Regions from separate parts of the Triticum aestivum genome. Here region 2 is linked to region 1. A link is a contact called in public Hi-C data. All regions are on one chromosome and are shown on one strand. The core of a region is the stretch at or near the end of the contact, and the rest is flanking DNA. Distances in the headings are between cores, read along the strand shown.

Region 1 (5,563 bases), core at 1,448-3,947:
GGAGAACTTTGTACTAAGAATCAAAGAGAGAGAAGAAGCCATCTAACTAATAACTATGGACCCAAAGGTCTATGGTAAACTACTCACGCTTCATCGGGGAGGTAATGGTGTTGATGTAGAAGCCCTGCGTGATCGAATCCCCCTCTAGCAGATCGCCGGAAAAGGCTCCAAGATTGGATCTCATGGGTACAGAAGGTTGCTGCGGTGGAAAAGTGGTTTTGTGGCCCCCCTGATGTTTTTAGGGTATAAGAGTATATATATGAAAGAACTAGGTCGGTGGAGCTACGAGGGGCCCATGCGGGTGGGGGGCGCGCCTACCCCCCGGGCGCGCCCTCCTGCCTCGTGGCCTCCTCTTTACGTCTCCGACTTCATCTCCGAGTCTTCTGGTTTACTTTTGGTCCAAGAAAGATCATCGCCAAGGTTTCATTCTGTTTGGACTCCATTTGGTATTCCTTTTCTTCAAAACTCTAAAATAGGCAAAAAAAAACAGAAACTAGCACTGGGCCTTCGGTTAATAAGTTAGTCCCAAAAATAATATAGAAGAGCATATTAAAGCCCATTAAACATCCAAAATAGATAATATAATAGCATGGAACAATCAAAAATTATAGATACGTTGGAGACGTATCATACCTTCTTACTTGGCTCTTGATATTTTCTAAAGCTTCAATTCGAGAGTTACTTTCCGCCACCTTCCCCAATGTAACCTACCAGATAAGCGACCTTGTAGAGGTCCGTTCTCCCAAATTTACCCCTAATAATTTTTGTAAGTGCGATGGAGTTTTCAAAGAAAGGATGATGACTTCGTCATGATGGACTGAAGCAGATAAATGAAGGCATCAATGTAATGGATCGACCTCTTCGAAAAGGGCAACCAAGAACGGGAAGATCCGTTAGAATTTCGTAACCAGAACTTTCCCCATACTACACCTCTTAAATCTCGGGACGAGATTTCTTATACTAGAGGAGATTTGTAACACCCCGAGTATCATGCTACAGTAACACCCTGGGATTAATCTATTTTTTTGCTAAACAATGCATGATCATCTTTGATCCTATCTCTTTTCAAATTCCACTTGAATTCAAATTCAAATACTAAGTAAAATTCAAAATTTCACAAACATGAAATCTAAAATGTTCATCATGTGGCAAATAATCATTTGTTAATATTGGTGGTGAACCAGCCTTTTTATAAGGTGCTTAACTGCCCTAAACTAAATAAAAAATGGCCTAATGGATAACTTAATTGCCTTTTTAAATTGTAAAATTACTAAATATTTTATTTAAATGTTAAACTTATATGGCAGTATCCCAAATTATACTCATATTTTAAGTGTAAGTTTTATGATTTGTAAAACTATTTTGCTTTTGGTTTTAAAATGAAAACAAAAAAGTTTTAAAAGAAAACCAAAAGGAAAATAAAAATAAAAGGAAAAAAGAGGAGGCCCCCTGCCCCCCACTGGACCTTAGCCCAACCGAGCGGCCCAGCCAGGACAACTCGTTCCCCCATATCGCCTTCCCTCTTTGTGAGACCGTAGGCATGGTCGCCGCCCCATGCCGCAACAGCGTCGGGATAAGGACGATCCTCCCCTGCCTCCTCGGTCCTCACCCTCGCTCACTGCCCCGCCCTCTCCGCCTCTCCCTCTCCCTACCAGATCTCCTTCCCTCCACCTCGCCGACGCATCGTCATCACCGTCGCCGGACCACCACCGCAGGCCCCGCTGTCCCCAGGCGCCCCCAACATGCCCTTCCACTTCGTCGGTGTCTGCTACATCTTCCCCGTCCACGAGCTCAAGCTGGGAGGAGCCGGAGCGCCCACTACCTCTCCGTCTTCGACCTCCGTCCGCCTCGGGTCGCTGCTGCTTCCATCGTCTCCGAACGCCACGCGTGTTCCCCGGGCCTTCCCTGCAATGGTAGTGAGCCACTGCCCCTCCTCCTCCTCCCCTTTAGCTCGTCCCCATGCCGTAGGTCGCTCCCGGTGTCGCGCCCGAGCTCCCGAGGAGCTCGTTATCGCCGCGCCCGTGGCCGTCGCGCCCTGCCTTCCCCCACACTGCTACTAGCCCTCCATGTGCATGCTCGCGCAGACCCACGCGCCCTCGCTCGCCTAGGCCCGCGTGCTGCTCCCGCAGCTGTCGCGGCTGCCCGTGCCCGCCTGCGACCTGCCGTGCCCCTGAACCTCGCCAAAGCATGCTTCTGGTCATGCCCAGCCGCCCCCTGTCCATGCTTCCGCCGTGCTCCGCCCGCCTGGGCAGCCCGGCGCCCGTGTGTGGCCTCGCCACTGCCGCACCCGATGCCTCTGTTGCCTACAGTTGGACCGCTGTCGCCGAACCTCCCCACCGCTCCCCGGTGCATGCCCCACCTACGCCGCTGCCGCTGCCGCCATCGGCAGCCTCCGTCCGCGCCCCGCGAGCTCGCCGCTGCCACCACACCATGATCCACTGAGCCCTTCGTCGTGCCCGCCGTTGCTCTGCTGCAGTGCGCGCTGCGCAGCGTGTAGTGGCCGGCTGGCTCCCTGACAAGTGGGGCCGGCCCTATTAGGTTTAAACTAAATATGTTAGTTAGTCCTAATCTCACTTATAGGTGGGCCATCTCCTGTTAGTTAACCCAAAATAATTAAGCTGCTAAAACAGAGTCAATAATGAGTGGGACCCGCCTACACTATTTCCCCTGGACTAGTCAATGTTTGCTGGGTCAACTAGGCCCCATTGGCCCACTATTAGCCCCACAACACATAGCTGGGTGCACTGCACCCGGTGCACCCAGCCCCTTTTCTGCGTTTTTTCGAATTATTTAATTAAAACAATTTCAGAAAAATGTTTAAAACTTTAGAAAATCATATAAAATAATTCACAACTCGGATGAAAATAATTTATATATGAAAGTTGTTCAGAAAAATACAACAAATCCAAATATGCGGTCTGTTCATCTGGCACATGCCCCTGGCATACTGAACATGGAACCATCCCCTCTCTTTCGTCTGTCCGAAAAATACCAAACACCGGGAAAACCTCTCCGGATGTTTTCTCTTTCCGTCTACAACATGTAGCACGGCGAGATGTCACCCCTAGCATGACGTATTGCTGACTCATTTATTGTGATGCCCTGTTTGCTTTATATTTATTGTTTTCCCCCTCTTCTCTCTAGTAGACCCTGAGACCGATGCTGCCACTTCGATCGACTACATCACTGACGACCCTTCTTCCTTGTCAACAGAGCTTCCAGGCAAGCAAACCCGACTTGGTCATTCCGATATCGCCCATTTCTTTCCCTCTCATGCTTGCATTAGAACTGCTACTTTTTTTATGATCCTATTATGATGGATAGCCTGTTTTGTTAACTGCTTTCATACCTTACATGTTTATCCTAAACTGCTTAGTATAGGCTGGTTAGTGATCCACCAGTGACCCCTCACCTTGTCCTAGTTGCCCTTGCTTGATGACCGATGAATCAATCAATGTGGTCGACGTCCAGGCCTTAGTTGTACATCATCCCCCCTTAGTTGTACGACTCTGCAGAGTTACTATCCAGTGCCGAGAGCGATACCTCGTCAGCACTTTTGATGTTAACCCTATAGTGTAGCTATTCGGTCATGGTTATCGAGGGTGATTCCTCCTACATCACTCCCGATAAAGACTCTGTGATGCAACCTCTCAAGTGTGGACCATCGAGGGTGATTCCTCCAAGTCCACCTTGATGGTTACATCGAGTGGGAATCCATCGAGGGTGATTCCTCGGGTTCCCCCCTTGCTGTTTTGGACACACGGTTACTTTGACTTACCACAGAACCATGATGACATTTGGTTGGCCCCGAGGGGTACCCGCGAGTGATGTGAACTCGGGTTGACCTGGAGGGTACCTGAGAGATAATTACATGGCATTGCCAGGCATTCTTAGCCCTTACCATAAGTCCACGAGACGGGGTGATGGGGTCACATGATCGTGAGTCTCTGCTCGTTACCGCGGACTACCAAGACACTAATGGTTTGGATACTAGTTGACCCATTGCACCAAATGGCGCAGAGACCTGCTGAAGACATGCTGTCGATGAAAATAGTTTCATGCTGCAAGAACCTTCAACTAAATCATGCTATTTTTTAAACATGCTTACATGTGTTAAACCATGCTATATTGAATATATGTTTAGCATGTTGTGTAATCCGAGTTTAAAAAAAGTGTATGACATGTATAGACCAGCTAAGGAAGCTTTTCAAGGATGTATTTTTTAGCGGTGTTTGTACCAAACTTTAATTTTTCATGTGCATGAAAAAAACCTCTTTGTGCTGTGCATATGTATGCATAGGTATTTGAAATGCCCATACGCTACCTAGCCCATCCACGAACAAAGTTGTGTGGCCTTTCAGTAGTAGAATATGAAGCGACAGGGACTGAATCCATCGAGCTTGTTTATCCCCTTTTCCTCCTCGGTTCCTCAGTTGGGCGAGATAAGCATTCCCAGAGAGGCGAAATTTCTCCTTTCCTTTGATTTCGGATTTCTCTGCATGCATGGATTTAGTTCTCATTTATCCGGATCTTGCATTTCTCCTCTTTATGTGGCGATTTTTACTTTTCTCGTATCTTTCTTTAGGCATCATAGATCATGTGTTGTAATTCTCTCCTAAAACATTTATGGATGTATACGTATGCAAATAAATCCTTGTAGTTATTTCTATTGTGCCAAATGACGCAGAGAACCATTGAATTCATATTCACATTGAAAAAAAACTTACTTTAGTTATTTTAGTTGTGGACAAGCACATATGGTAACAAATTTAACCCTTCTTTTTGCAAATAAAATCAATCCTCTTTAATAAAGAAATAATGGAGGTTTGTTGTCTACAATGAGATGTGCCTATAGATTTTAATTTTGTAGTATAGAATCTCATTGAAGATCATGCTATGTTGAAAATATGTGTATTTTTGAGTAATCTCCCATTGCGCAAAATGACACAGAGACCCACTAAACACCATTTGTGGTTTGACATAAAAATCCATTTATCAGTAGCACTATTTGTCTACTACATGCTTCATCAAAGTGTTTTATTTGTTTATAAAATGTATATGATTGCAGTCCTTTGATAACCCGATACAACATGTAAGTACCATCGACCACTGACATGAAAAGGAAAGTAAAATGCTGCTGTTACTTTGAAATTGACCTCGGGCTCAACTCACACATGTCATTAGTTGAGCTCATTGAGACTGAATTTCCTGACTGACCAATTACATTATCTCCACACTTCTGCTTCTATTCTTTCAACATGGACTGTTTACATGTGGCACACACTGTTGGCGCTTTTCAAATAAGCTAGAATGTGAAAAGCAGCAGCACCAGTACAGTAGAAAAGGCCATCTAGTTACTGAACTGGTCGTGCATGTACAAAGCACATAAACACTGAATGTTCAACACCACAGATGCCCCAAACATTTTCTCTTCTTCTGCCTCCAATGCGCCCTGATCGATCGCTTTATCAAGATAGATACTCCACCCAAGAACTACTGCCACAACCCAATCCATCATGAGACACACTAAACACCATGTGTGGTTTGAAAAAAAATCCATTTG
Region 2 (5,563 bases), core at 1,325-3,824, 300 kb after region 1:
CGACAGTCTTTTGATGGCGATCTTTGCTCCATCTGGCAATGTTCCCTTGTACACTAGACCAAACCCACCACAACCAATGATGTTAGCCTGATCAAAGTAGTTTGTAGATTTCAAAATGTCACTGATAGTCAATGCCTTGTCATCATCTTCGTTCTGAAACAGAAGTACCAGTGACGCTGGTGCCAACTCGAATGCTACATTTGTATCCACAACAGCCTTAACTATATGATCCTGCCTTCTGAAGCTTCTCTTCAACGCAAGTACAACAGCAACAGACAAAACCATTGCTGCTCCAATTGCAATGCCAATAATTATTCCTAATATGAGACCCTTGTTCTTCCGATTTCCCGTTGCAGAGATGATGGGAGCATGATTCGACTGACATGGGGATAAGCCAAAGCGGGTGCCACAAAGGTTGGGGTTCCCCTCATAATCAGAACCAGTGAATGTTGAGAATTGCCCTCTTAATGGAACTGTGCCCATCAGATTATTGTATGCCACACTGAAGCTTGATAGAAAATTCAACTTTGTCAATGAATAGGGAATGCTTCCGGTGAGATTGTTATGTGACAAATCCAAGGATTCCAAGCTAGACATGCCTGATAGCTCATCAGGAATGATACCAGAAATATTGTTGTTGCTGAGGTCCAATACATACAGGTTCTTGAGGCTCCCAAAGCCCGGCAATATGGCACCTATGAGCTTGTTATGGCTGAGAATTAGAGACGGTGGAAAGCTGCTAACCTGTTTGTACTGCAACCCTTTGCCTGTTTTGTTCCTTTTAATGAAGAAAGGAAAATAATCAGTCTCTGTGGATTGCTGTGAGCTGTTGAATGTAAGAAGTCCCTTCATGCTCGAGAAACTGTTTGGTATTACCCCTGTAAGTGAATTGTTAGAAAGATCCACATAGAATAGAAACTCGAGATCACCAATCCATGCAGGAATATCCCCAGACAGTTGATTCCATGACAAATCTAGGACCTTCAATTCTCTGAAATTAGCTAACCATGGTGGTATTGCTCCTGAAAGATGGCTATTAGCAATGGCAAACACCTGGATCTTATGAAAGCCATGTATTCCAGTCATCGGCCAGGCCTTCCCATCATGGAAGTTCTTTGTCAACACAAGGCTTGTTAGGCTTGGACAGTCTTGAAGGACAGATAATGCCGAGGAAACATTTGTGAAGCTGTTGTTCGAAAGTGAGATGTAGGACAAAAACTGAAGCTTTCTAAAATCAGCTGGTATTTCGCCACTGAGGTTATTTGTGCCAAGATTTAGGCTTCTGAGATGATGGCAATCTGACAAGCTATCAATTGTGCCAATAAACTTATTTGTCCCAAGGTCAAGTGAGCTCAGTTGTGTCATCTTCAAGCAATTGAGGTTGATCCTTCCATTCAGTGAATTGTTCCGCAAGTACAACATCTTCAATGATGGTGATTGAGACAATGAAGCAGGCAATGGGCCTCTGAAGAGGTTGGACTGTGCAGAGAAGTACTCTAACTTGCCAAGCCTACCAAAAACATCTGGAAGGTGTCCAGTGAAGGAATTAAAAGAAATGTCCAGCTGAGCAAGGCTGGACAGATTGCCAAACCTCGGGCTCATCCTATCAGTGAGCTGATTCTCCTGCAGAGACAAATTCTTCAGAAATTGCAACTTGAATATGCCGTCTGGCAAGCTCCCGGAGATGCTGTTGAGCTCGGCATATAGCTCCTCGAGCTTTGTGCAGTTTCCAAAGCCTTCCGGCAGTTCCCCGGCAAAGAGATTCGATGTGAATCTCATCACACGGATCACTCGAGATGACTCACAGATGCTTGAATCAATCCTCCCGGTGAACATATTGTAGCCTGCGTCGAACACCGTGAGCTGCGATGAACCATGGAGTGTGGGATGGGTGCCGCTGAATGAGTTGAAGGATATGTTGAAGACCTCAATCACCGGGAGCGAAACGTTGGCCGGGAATGTGCCAGAGAGCTCGTTGTTGCTCACATCGAGCCGCTGCAGCCGATGGAGCTGAACGAGGGGTGCAGGGATGGCACCACGGAGGTTGTTATCGGAGAGGTTGAGCCACTGGAGATGGCCCAGTTGTGCGAGCGAAGGTGCCAGCTCGCCCTTGAGTTTCCTGCCATGGAGGTCCAGCCTGATGACCCAGCCGCTGGCGTCGCATGTGACCCCCACCCATGCACAGCAGTTGGCCACTTCTGAGGTCGTGTTTGAGAGCGTCCAGCCGCTGATGCCTCCGGTGACACCTCTCAGCAAGCCTTCCAGTGCACCATAATCATCTGGGTTGCAGGAGCTTTGGTTGAGGGAGTAGACCGGAGACAGGAAGAGAAGCTGCACGGACAAGCACCACAGGATGAAACAGCTTGGCCATGTGGCAGTGCGTTGCATCAAGAGATGCCCCATTGATCCAAGAAGAGCTATGCTGATGCTCTTGAATGGGGAAGAGAAATTCTTGTTTGTTGTGTTCAGGAGCTATGTGATATCTAAGCCATTTGGCCCCAAGCAACAATGATGGCGGCAGCGAGGGATGAGGGAGAGAGGTGAGGTGCGAGACGATAGGACATGATAGCAGGAGGTCCGGTGCGTGCTCCGGTTTTGACCTGTGATTGTGCAGGCACTCGGCCGTGGGAGTCGTGAATTTTCTTGAGGAAATTGATTGTCTCTGTCAACTTGCTAGAGAGATCCACGGTCGGAAATCTTTTGACTTGCGTTCAAAGTTGGCCTAACCGTCCTTTTCATCCTCGCTTTCCTTCTTCCTTTTGGCTGTTTTCTGGAAATGAATCTAATAACCAGCGTGAAAGCAGACCGGTGAAGGATACGGCCTGCATACAAAATGGATATTGCTAGATTTTCGAAGAACCAGACTGACTAGTATAACGCCCGTGCGTTGCCACGGGCTCTTCAAAATTTATAATCAGTATCTTTCATTTATCATCCCCTCATATTGGGTGATTATAGGGTGCTCTAATTAGAAACACAACAATCAAATATTAGGAAATTTCACCGAACGAACAACAACGAATAATACGATATCTATCAAACGAATAAAATGAGGTCATATTTTTGGTCCGTCATGCACTTCTGTTGAAAAGTGCCTATCCCTTTTAGAATCAACTCACTGTTTGCTCGCACGCAAAAAAATACATCTCTAAAGTGGGGAACCGATCGGTGCCAAAAAGAACTCAAACTCCTATCCAATCTCGACTTCGTGCTCTTCCACTTCCATTGATAAAGATGGGACGTCAAGGGTTTCATCATGATGACCTCGAGCAGCTGCCGACATCCCTCCCCACATCTACCCCTACCCCCTGCTGCCGCTTGCACTGTCCTTGCTCCTCGAGGGAGCTAGGGACAATGTTCTCTAGGATGGGCATGACCAGATCCACGAGGAGGCCACATTCTTCCATGGGAACCCAACCAAGCACACCATCCTCCGCAACCATCCAATTCCAGCCTAACAAAGTCAAGACCCGCCATCGATCCACAAATCAGGCTCGCCGCATCCAGGTTCACTGCAAGTCTGCGACGAGTCTGTAGTCGACATCTTGACTTTGGCTATCCCCACGGAAGAATCATCGGATCCTGCTTACTTTTACCATCACTTCGTCTCTTCCCAAGGCAGCGACACCACCCAGCCAATCACCACCACCGCTTGCGGCTTGCCTACATAAAATCATGAGAAATCCCCACGGCGGTGCTGTAAGATCACCTTGGCGACCTCGACAGTGACCGACTGGTCTAAGATCTAAGCTAGCCGCTCTTTGTAGAAACCAATAGAAGTAGGCATGTGACTCAGATTTGTTCTTTGGTGTGCATGCGTTTCTTGCTGCCCACCAGCTCTTGTCTACAACTCGCCTATCTCTGTACCAGCTCTTGGTCTACAACTCGCCTATCTCCATGCTCGAGACGACCAAGCTCGATGCGCAAGCCGCATACGTCTGCTAGAGCTATATCCAGACCCTATGATTTTTGGATCACTGGCACTATGGGTGCCAGGACCGGAGTCGCCCTCATCCACCAAGTGGATCAAGGAGGCCCACCACCTAGACTCTACATCGCAACATTTTGTGTTTTCCTATAAAAAGTAAAGAACCTTCTCTAATAAACGTAAATATAACCTTTTGGTTTTATAGTCTCAACTTTCCTACACTCCAATACCAGAAGGATTTCTTGGTTTTATTTGATGACCTTCTTGAATGTCATTCACTTAGAAAGGTAGTAATACAATCTGTGATATTAAGGCAAATTATTAGTCATATTAAAGTGCAAAAGGCCCTATAGGAGTCAAAGCATGACTTTTATGGTTATACTGTAATTTGCAAGATCTGAGATTTATGCAAGTGTACAATTAGAGAAGAGCCAATTAAATAGATTTTCACATTCAGAATAGTACGATTAGCAGTAGCACTTCAATTTTTTCATGTTTGATCAGCTTGCTAGGTGGTTATCACTAAGCATGTTGGAACGATGAGCATAACCTAACTTAGTTCAGTACGTGTTGCTGCAAATTAGTTCAGTACGTACGAAGCTGTTGCTAATTTCAATGCCTGGCTGTTGCAAGTTTCTAATGAAAAAGTACTTCAGGTCAAAGGTCAGGGAATATACACTTTTGTTATCATGGTTGTTTCCTTATAGTGAACAACTTTGATCACCACTTCAGCAGCTACTATCTATAAGAAGACATTACCTAAGTAGATACAGGCAAAGAAAGCATGTAGGCAAAACCAGAATTAAAAACATCCTTCTCAATGGAGCTCGTGCAGTTCGGAAGACCCTAATCATCGATGAGGGACCCCTCCGATGGTAGCATGGCGTGACAACTGCCGTCAATGACGACACCCAAAGTACCTTGCACAATCCATCGATCCAGTTCGGAACAATCAAGCACATACCTTGCAAAGTGATGTGGATCTGAAGCAGAGGTGGGAAGGTAAAGGCTCAGGTGAGGTGGAATGAGACGTTGATATAGAAGTGCACGCATGAGAATAAGGCGGTGCCCAGGATGGATCTCCATCGGAGGAGGCCGGATCCGCTGGGGAGGAGGTCGCTGTAGTACCTGCCATCTGTGCGATGGATCACGGGGCTGGCAGGCAGGGGGAGGGGATAGGAGGGAGGGGTGGGCTAGAGCGCAGATGGTGGGTGCCCCCGACGACGGCTGGGAAGGATGGTGGAGGAGGTGGATGAGGATGGCGGCGGCGGCGTCTGCGGTTGCGCCTCGTCCGCAGCCGTGCTGGTGGTGGTCGATGCGAGAGCCGGATGGCATCGGCCAGAATCAGGCAGGGGCGACAAAGATTTAGAGGAGATAGAGAATGAAGGCGATGAGCGATGGGAGGAAGGGCCATCGGCGATTGGGGTGGCCTCAGATCCGCCCTCCGTGGCCGCCTATTTCATGGGACGAACACCCGTGCTCACCGTCGGGCTCGCCTTCGACCGCTGCCTCGCCGACATTCATGACGTAGAGCCCCTTCCTCCGATCCCATTTGCCAGGGAGGCAGCGCCATCCTTCATCGCAGAGAACGAGTCCACACTGAGATCCCAACCAGATCGTGATTGCGCCTCCCCA

The links. Hi-C and Micro-C count contacts between places; a contact is called where the count stands out from the background.
Region 2: a contact with region 1 is called in a Hi-C map of leaf, with 4 times the contacts expected there. The contact joins the promoter of LOC123137542 here to the enhancer-like site in region 1. A contact is called at or near these places in 2 of 5 Hi-C or Micro-C datasets (both in leaf).

The regions. Positions count from the first base shown.
Region 1 is chr6B:475,316,649-475,322,211 of IWGSC CS RefSeq v2.1, forward strand. No RefSeq gene overlaps it. Among protein-coding and RNA genes, the nearest start is that of LOC123134255, 4.8 kb to the right of the region's middle. Within about 2 kb of position 2,698, at least 7 of the 8 cell types and tissues checked have an H3K27ac peak or open chromatin away from gene starts, as enhancers often do. A contact at or near this core is called in leaf, where this site is marked.
Region 2 is chr6B:475,620,564-475,626,126 of IWGSC CS RefSeq v2.1, forward strand. LOC123137542 (phytosulfokine receptor 1-like) reads right to left here and starts at 2,575. Exons shown (of 1, transcript XM_044557334.1): 1 at 1-2,575. The coding sequence starts at 2,403. The region is part of intron 1 of LOC123137544 (a long non-coding RNA gene); the gene reads left to right.